Linked DNA regions of Rattus norvegicus: region 2 is linked to region 1. The links are chromatin contacts, called in public Hi-C maps. All regions are on one chromosome and are shown on one strand. The core of a region is the stretch at or near the end of the contact, and the rest is flanking DNA. Distances in the headings are between cores, read along the strand shown.

Evidence for each region. Hi-C and Micro-C count contacts between places; a contact is called where the count stands out from the background.
Region 2: a contact with region 1 is called in a Hi-C map of frontal cortex, with 2.0 times the contacts expected there. The contact joins two enhancer-like sites. A contact is called at or near these places in 2 of 12 Hi-C or Micro-C datasets (the Rat2 cell line and frontal cortex).

What each region holds. Positions count from the first base shown.
Region 1 is chr2:13,027,727-13,031,933 of GRCr8, forward strand. No RefSeq gene overlaps it. Among named protein-coding and RNA genes, the nearest start is that of Rnu1-149, 98 kb to the right of the region's middle. Within about 2 kb of position 2,820, at least 19 of the 93 cell types and tissues checked have an H3K27ac peak or open chromatin away from gene starts, as enhancers often do.
Region 2 is chr2:13,128,812-13,132,953 of GRCr8, forward strand. It overlaps Adgrv1 (adhesion G protein-coupled receptor V1), which reads right to left. Exons shown (of 91, transcript XM_039103389.2): 88 at 2,457-2,578. Among named protein-coding and RNA genes, the nearest start is that of Rnu1-149, 3.1 kb to the left of the region's middle. Within about 2 kb of position 2,835, at least 21 of the 93 cell types and tissues checked have an H3K27ac peak or open chromatin away from gene starts, as enhancers often do.

The DNA.
Region 1 (4,207 bases), core at 1,570-4,069:
CTCCCACTAACTCTTGATTTCCAATGGCGGGCTTGATTTGGAAGGTTATGGAACCTTTGGAAAGGAGCATCAGTGGAGGAAATGGGTAACTGGAGGTGGAGATTGACGTTTTATAGCCTGGTTTCACTTCCTGTTCTCTGCTTCCTGACTGTAGAGTTGATACTACCATTCCTTATGCTCCTACAGTTTCACCTTCCCCACCGTGATGGAAAGTGTCTGTTGTTGAAGTGAGCTGAAGTAAATTCTTCCTTTCTTCCTGTCAGGTGTTTGATCTCAGCAAGAAAAGTGACTAATGAGGGATATTAGTGGGTTGTTTTTGAGCATACTCTCATTGGTTTATTAATGAGTGTTTTCTTCTGGATGTCCCTTTATCCATCCTGATTTCTTATAATATGATATGAAAACTACTCACACTGGATTTTTTTTTTTCCGGAGCTGGGGACCGAACCCAGGGCCTTGCGCTCGCTAGGCAAGCGCTCTACCGCTCAGCTAAATCCCTAACCCCACGCTGGATTTTATTAATCTCATTACACCAAAAGACACATCTTCCAAAACAGTTGCATTCTCTAGGACTAGCGGCTATTTTCACATGAATTTGGTAGAAAAAAGAGGCATCATTCCATTTTCCATGTATTTAGCCTTCAAGGAGTCACGTCTGTACTTGAGATTTCCTGGATAAGAGCAATCTACATTGGTTTCCCCATAATTTGCATTTGTTTATGAAAGCCAATTTCAACTACTTTCTCTGTAAATACTCCTGATCTTATTCTTGAAAGTGTTTTGTAGGTTTTTTTTTTTTCCATTTTCTTTTTTTGAGACAGGGTTTCTCTGTGTAGCCTTGGCAGTTTTGGAACTTGCTCTGTAAATCAGGCTGGCCTCAAACTCAGAGATCCTCCTGACTCTACCTCCCACGTCCTGGATTAACGGTGTGTGCCACTACCACCTGGCTCATTTGTACATTTTCTCCATAGTTTAACTCACCACTTGGCACTCACAGTCTTTATGCTTATTGTGTTCAACTGTGGGGACTTGTCTGTGTTTTCTGTCTGTCAGTCTATTCCTAAAGATCATTACGGTATGAATGTGGAAAGATACTGTCTTCTGGAACTTCGAAATCCTTTTAAGATGGCTAAAGTATTCATTCTTGTCTCTGGGTGCCAAGCTAGCAAGGCAGTCCACATTAGTCAGGACTGGCAATGCTGGCAGCTGTAATACAAAGACTCCTTCGTTGATCAATATGATGAAAAGACAAGAATTTCTACCTGACATTTTGGTCTGCTACAGACCTGCTTCTACCAGTTCATTGATGTACAATTGCTCCTGTGGTAACAGTGGGTAAAATATCCACTCTGCCTGTGGACAACACCCTTGACTATGTAAGGTGTCTGGAGGGAATAAAGGTGGAAAAGGCAAGACAGCCTCTGTGTGCATCCTTCTAGAGAGTGTTTCTCTCTCTGTTACTGCTGCTGTGACTTATGGGGTGACTTCAAGCTGGTGACTTCAGCTTTCCAGCACAGACTTCACTACACCACCTCCAGGATGCTGCCAGACTCCAGCCTCAGAGTGCAGCTGAATCATTCATCCCATTTTCTGGCACCTTCAACTTCTCACATCAAGTAGCTTTAGCATTCTCTGGCTTTCTAGTGCATGATGAGATGTTTCTGCAAGTCATATAAGCCAGTTGAAGAAGCGAATGCTATTTCATTATATACCCACACTGTTAGCTCTGTCCCCCAATTAATACAGGGGCAGAGAGAATACAGAAAGCTATGGCCGACTGTGGAGAGTGTCGTTTCTCTGATCAAAACCCTTTAAACACTGTTTGAGGCTTCCGTGCATGCATCTGATGTTGGCGGTGAAGAGTCAGTTTTCTTCAGGGATATGGACCCAAATTTCATTTTAAACAAAACCAATGCTGGTATTTGAAATACCGTACCAACTTTTCTGCTATAGCTTTAAGACTAGCAGAATTCAGAAAGGCCATTTTCCATTTCCAGGCATTCTCAGAGCTGAAGGGATGGGAAACAGGAGAGGGAAGGGCAAAAGACTACAATTATGAGTTCAAGGCTGTGAAGATGGAAGCCGGCTCTGCCTCTTCGGCCTCCTTTAGGTTTGATGGAGACTGTACGAGGACAGCACATGCTGGACAGAGTCCTATGGTTGGGGGAACTTTGGGGCTTATCATAAACCCCAGAACTATGGCCAATGAATCTGGGCTACAGCTTTGATAATATCTCTTTGATTCTTTGGCTCAGGCTGGAAGGGTCTGGAAGTCAGTGTGATTCATTAATGTCAGAGGAAGGTCATTTTTTCTTCAGTGGTATGGAATGAAAAACCAAAGCTAGGTTGATTTGAGATTCCAGGGGATCCTTTTCAGGTTTCTTTACAGCACGGAAGACACTGCCAAGTGCTCTGCTCTGGGAAAGGTATCCAAGAAGCAGTCTAGAATATTAATGAATTCATGCCCTGCTGCAGCCTCACTGAACACTGCCCCACTCCCCCAAGCACAGTTACAGCATAAAAGGCAGTATAATGGCCTCCTCGCCATGCTGCCTGGTTAGGAAATTTAAATAATTTAGAGTTAACTGATTTTGTTTTGGTGATTTGGCCCATTCCATCACACAGCCCATCACTGGAAGAGCTGCCCGACTGTGCAGTCCCTTTCCTGGTAGCAATAACCATTGTGATGTTACTTTCCCTCACAGCAGGCACCTCTGGGGAGTGGAGCGCTGGAGTTCTGCCTGGCTGGTGGAACACAGCCTTCCCACGTGCTCGGTGTGCTGAGCAGCAGACGACAGCTAACTGGGATGCTGGGTAGCCATTTGATGTTGCTCATCGGTTGGGTTTTTATAGCTCAGAGCGATCTAATAGATAGCAGCAGATGGAGCTGGAGTCTCTTTGGAGAAATGACTAATCCCACAACCTGTAGGATTACTCCCTGTGCGTTTTGCTTTGGCATCATTCACAGACAGTAAGCGAGAGGAGGGAATCCAGCTGCCAGAGCTTCTATGCTGTTCTTTTGCAGGTACAGCTCAGGGGGGGAGCCTTACTAGATACGTAGTGATTGCTTTCCCATGCAAATTCTCCACTTTGGTTCTCTGTAAAAATTAGAACTTTGCAAAGTATTTAGGCTCATTGACACAGGAAGTTTTATTCATGGTCTCCTTCACCCCTTGCAGATCATTTCTTTGCTTTCCAATTGTATTAGTCTCCTCACACTGCTGTACAGACATCATGGGCAAGGTGGGTCAAATAATGAAACACATATCCACATGGTTTGAGCATCTAGGCCCTCAAGATAAAGATGCTTGTAAGGGTAGGTTCTGATGGGAACATTTTTTCTGTCACTGTCTCTTCATAGGGCAAGAGGAGAGGACAAAATTCCTCTTTTGTAAAGAACGCTAATCCCTTCAACTGAAGGCATTTGCAACCCCATAGGAAGAACAACAACATCAACCAACCATACCCTCAAGAGCTCCCAGTGACTAAACTACCAAGTAAAGAGGGCACGTGGAGGGACCCATGGCTCCAGCTGCATATCTAGCAGAGGATGGCATCAGTAGGAGGAGAGGCCCTTGGTCCTGTGAAGGCATGATCTCCCAGTACAGGGGAATGTCAGGGCAGTGAGGCAGGAGTGGGTTTGTGGGAGGGGGAGCTCCCTCATAGAAGCAGGGGGAGGAGGATGGGATACGGGGATTCTGGAGGGGAAAGGGAAGGGGGATAACATTTGAAATGTAAATAAAAATATTATATATATTATATAGTGATATAATGATAATATATTATATATTATATTTATAATATAGGATATAATACAATATATAATATATATTATATTATATAGTGATATATATATATATCACTAATCCCATCCTGAGTCCCCAGACTACCTGACCCTAACCAGGTTATCTCCCAAAGTGTTCACCACTCAAAATCACTAGAAAGTGGGTTAAAACTTCAATGTATAAATTTGGGAACACAACCCAAAACAAAGTGACAATATAACTTTTGAATATGGGTTATCTTGGTATTTTTACACTTTTTATCGATTCTTTGTGAGGTTCACATCCTGGTGCTTGGCGGTAGCTCAGGCTGGGACCTCGCCTTGGCCCCGGGTGGCCAGGCTGCTCCTCTTCTCTAGAGTCTCCACTGTCACTTCTTTTCATAGTGGTCAGGCCGCTCCGCTTCTTTTTGTCCCCATCTGACC
Region 2 (4,142 bases), core at 1,585-4,084, 100 kb after region 1:
CTCCTTTGCACTCTATGTCTCATATTCAATCACTGAAACCTCAACAATTCTAAAGCCTGTCGCTACCCCTCACCGCAGCACTGTGCTAACACCCATAGATCCGATGACAACAGCCTGCCTGCTCACAGTGGCTCTTTTCAGTACTACGCTCTAAACACTTGCAGTGATTGTCTGAACAGGTAAGCACAGGCATATGAGCATGCCAACCACATCCAAGGGGGAAAAAAGGTTAACACTGGCAGTGAAATCATCGAGGCCAAACAACCAAAACATCCAAGGCTTCAGATTGGGTAAGGCTGACGGTGAGCACTGCAAGAGCATGGGCAACTGGTAGTTCTGTCAGCCTGCACTTTCTGTTTCCTCTCTTCCTCCTATTTCTTAATCTAGACAACACTGACCACTCTCCTTGTTTACAGCCTTGGCTAACCCTGCTTCCTCAGTCTGAAGTAGCCTGTTGACAGCCATACATTCTTCATTTGTCTAATGAGCATGAAGGGTGTTAAGGATTTAGTTATGGGCAATACAGCACACCATATATAAGGTGAAGACACCTACTCTATACAAGAGGCTTCTTCTTGGGGCTTGAAAAACACTACCGTGCACACAGTACTTTGTACGTCAGAAGTTCAGGTTTTCAATGTTTTTCAGTTTTTAAAGGTCTGCCGCAAATATTTAAAGATCTGAACCACACCTGTGTATCACTGGGCAGCTGCCAAATAAAATACATGTGAAAGTCTTGTGTAATAGTTTTTTTCTGAGATCAAAACATTCCATCTTGCCTGGGAGCTGCTTAAACAAGAGCTAAACGACTAAAAAATAGATTCAGGAAGTTCCTGAAACTGACCAGATTCACTAGGCCCTTCCCCCGCCATGGTAAACACAGCCCAGGTGCTAAAAAGACTCTCAGACAAGACCAGCTTCCTGGAAGAAACAAAAACCCACTAAACTGCTTAGAGGAGGTTTAGAGCAGCTGAGGCACCTGCAGAGAACAGTCTGGAACCTGTTGAGCTACGTGTAGACTATGCAGTGTGCTCCAGGTTCCTGGCTATTGTGAGCTGTCACCCACGCTGGAGTTGGTCTTTTGAGTCATTTCTGCTCTTGTAAATAACTCCTCACCTATAGCCTTTAAGTAACCCCAATGAAACTCATTGGTTCACCTAGTTGGACTTTGGTGGCATCATCCTTTAGTCTGTCATGGTTTCCTATCTGGTGTGTGTTTCTTCTCCCCAGGAAAATTTTGTCATACAACAGCAGGCTATCAGTGTGGACCTTGATCTTAGTTCTGTGAGAATGTAGTTATCCAAAGTTGGCCTAATGCCCCACCTTTCTACTTAGAGTACATGCTGGTTCAGGCAGAGGGAAATGGTCCTTCAGCCCTCACAATACTCAGCATAAATGTCACCTACTATGGCATATCTTAAAGCTGATGGTTTACTCATTTCAATCATTGGTCCTACAGGGGTGTGGTGGTCCTTCTCTAGGTATTAACAGTGCCAGTGAACGTCTACTATGCGTACACAGAGGTGCCCATGTATTCTTGAGACTACAAACTTTTAGGTCACTTTGTAGCTTTTTCCTTCCAAAACAGATAATGTACTTAGATTAAATATCATCATATAGGCTGTATTCTGATTAAAGAATTTGCCTCCCCTTACTCTCATTCTGTTTTTAAGAATAGTTAGTGACCCATGGACCTCCTGTGTGTTAAATAAATGTTCTACCCCTGAATCATATTTCAGCTGCATGCTATAATTCTCATTGTATGTATCTATGCACATATTCATTTTATAAGATGATGAACAAAATAATTATATGTAAAAGCATTCTTGGTAATTTTAGTGAATTATTTTAGTCTAAGAGATTCTTTTTTCACTTTGCAAAATAAGAAAAATGTTTTCATTTGTTTCATTTGATAATTTTCAGGACGCAACATCTTTCCATTTCACAAAAGCACTAAAAAGTCTGCTTAAAATTTTGCTGTAGGTATATCCCTTAGTTATACTACCTAAGCATATTTGCAAAATTAATTTAAAATTGCCATTACTGAACTTGAGAAGGGGTAAAATAATTTTTTAGTCACTGAAATTGTCTTACATTAAGAGGAGACTGTTTAACCATCAATTTCCCTGCTCAGTTGAACTAATGTATAGATACATTATGCCCCATATATGTGGATCATTTCTCCATGGTTGCCATCTGAGTATAACTATCTATAAAGAACACATTTTTGCAGTTACTCCATATTGCTGAAGAGACGCAAGTAAATATTTTTCTTCTATATGTACATTCCAGCCATATTTTGAGTATTAAATATTTAACTCCCACCACACTATTCTAAGACTTTGTACACTCATGATGTACACAAACTCATCTATATGTAGACTCTTAAATTTTGAATGTTGACACTTGGTGCTTTGCATTCATTAAATGTCTGTTGCCTCTAAGGCTTGACTTACCTGCAGACTATTGAAAATGACAAAGAGAACCAACATCCAGAAGTGTCGGTAGGCCATATGCAGTCCTCCCCAAAGCCACGTCAGAGAAATCAGGGCGAAGAGATATAAAATCAGAGGAATTTCTGGAAATCACAAAGAAGACAAGGAAAAATGTTCAGAACACTGCATGATCAATCACATGTAAACACAGTACTAGTTTGGATTCCTCATGATAGATGGTCTATACCCTAATACTCATGCAGGGAACAACCTTGGAAATCCTTTTCCTGTGTGGAGAAGGGAAGGCATTGCACAGAGCCACATAGTTTCTGGTTTTTAAACGAGTCTGCTTGAAGGGGGAAGGAAGACATTTGTCCCTGCCGAGGCTACCACCTACTGGACTGTGTGGGAAGTGGCAGGAGCAAGTACAAAGATTTTGTGAAGACTAGGGTGTAGCCCTGTGCTCCCCAGTGAGCGCACTCCAGCATGGCATTTAAACCATAAGGTTTAAAGTTCTTTGTGTTACTCAGCTTTTATCCATCGAGAAGACAACAAAATGTACTGTGATTGTTCTGAGCAGAGATGAAGTGACTAACTCACTGGCCATCAGAAAACGTTCTACCCACCATGTTCTTCTGCAGCTGTCCTGATGGTTTCCATATTAAGTACACCACACAATGGGTTACTTGTGCCACTGGAGCTCTAAATTGACTTTATTAATTTTTGTGTATGAGTGTTTGCCTACATGTTTTGTATGACCTGCAGGCAGCACCTGTTGAAGCCACAAGAGGGTGTCGGATCCTGGGTAACTGGAGTTACAGACAGCCTCGAGTCACGTTGTGTGTGCTGGGAATTGAACCTGGATCTTCTGAAAGGGCGGCAGAGCTCTCAACTACTGAGATATCATTTTCTCCAGCTTCTCTGACAGTGATTCTGGGACACAGGACTATTGTCATTTCCACTTGTCTCCTTTGATTTAGTGAGGGAATGTTATTTGAGATTTTTTTTTCAATCTTTATTAACTAGAGTACTTCTTATTTACATTTCGATTGTTATTCCCCTTCCAGGTTTCTGGGCCAACATCCCCCTAACCCCTCCCCCCTTCTCTATGGGCGTTCCCCTCTCTATCCTCCCCCTATTACCGCCCTTCCGCCAACAATGACGTTCACTGGGGGTTCAGTCTTGGCAGGACCAAGGGCTTCCCCTTCCACTGATACTCTTACTAGGCTATTCATTGCTATCTATGAGGTTGGAGCCCATGTATAGTCTTGGGGTAGTGGGTTAGTCCCTGGAAGCTCTGCTTGGTTGGCATTGTTGTTCATATGGGGTCTCAAGCCCCTTCAAGCTCTTTCAGTCATGTCTCTAATTAATTCAACGGGGGTCTCGTTCTCAGTTCAGTAGTTTAATGATGGCATTCACCTATGTATTTGCTGTATTCTAGCTGTGTCTCTCAGGAGAGATCTACATTCGGTTCCTGTCAGCCTGCACTTCTTTGCTTCATCCATTTTATCTAGTTTGGTGGCTGTATATGTATGAGCGGCATGTGGGGCAGGTTCTGAATGGGTATTCCTTCTGCCTCTGTTCTAAACTTTGCCTCCCTATTCCCTCCGAAGGGTATTCTTGTTCCCCTTTTAAAGAAGGAGTGAAGCATTCGCATTTTGGTCATCCTTCTTGAGTTTCATGTGTTCTGTGCATCTAGGGTAATTC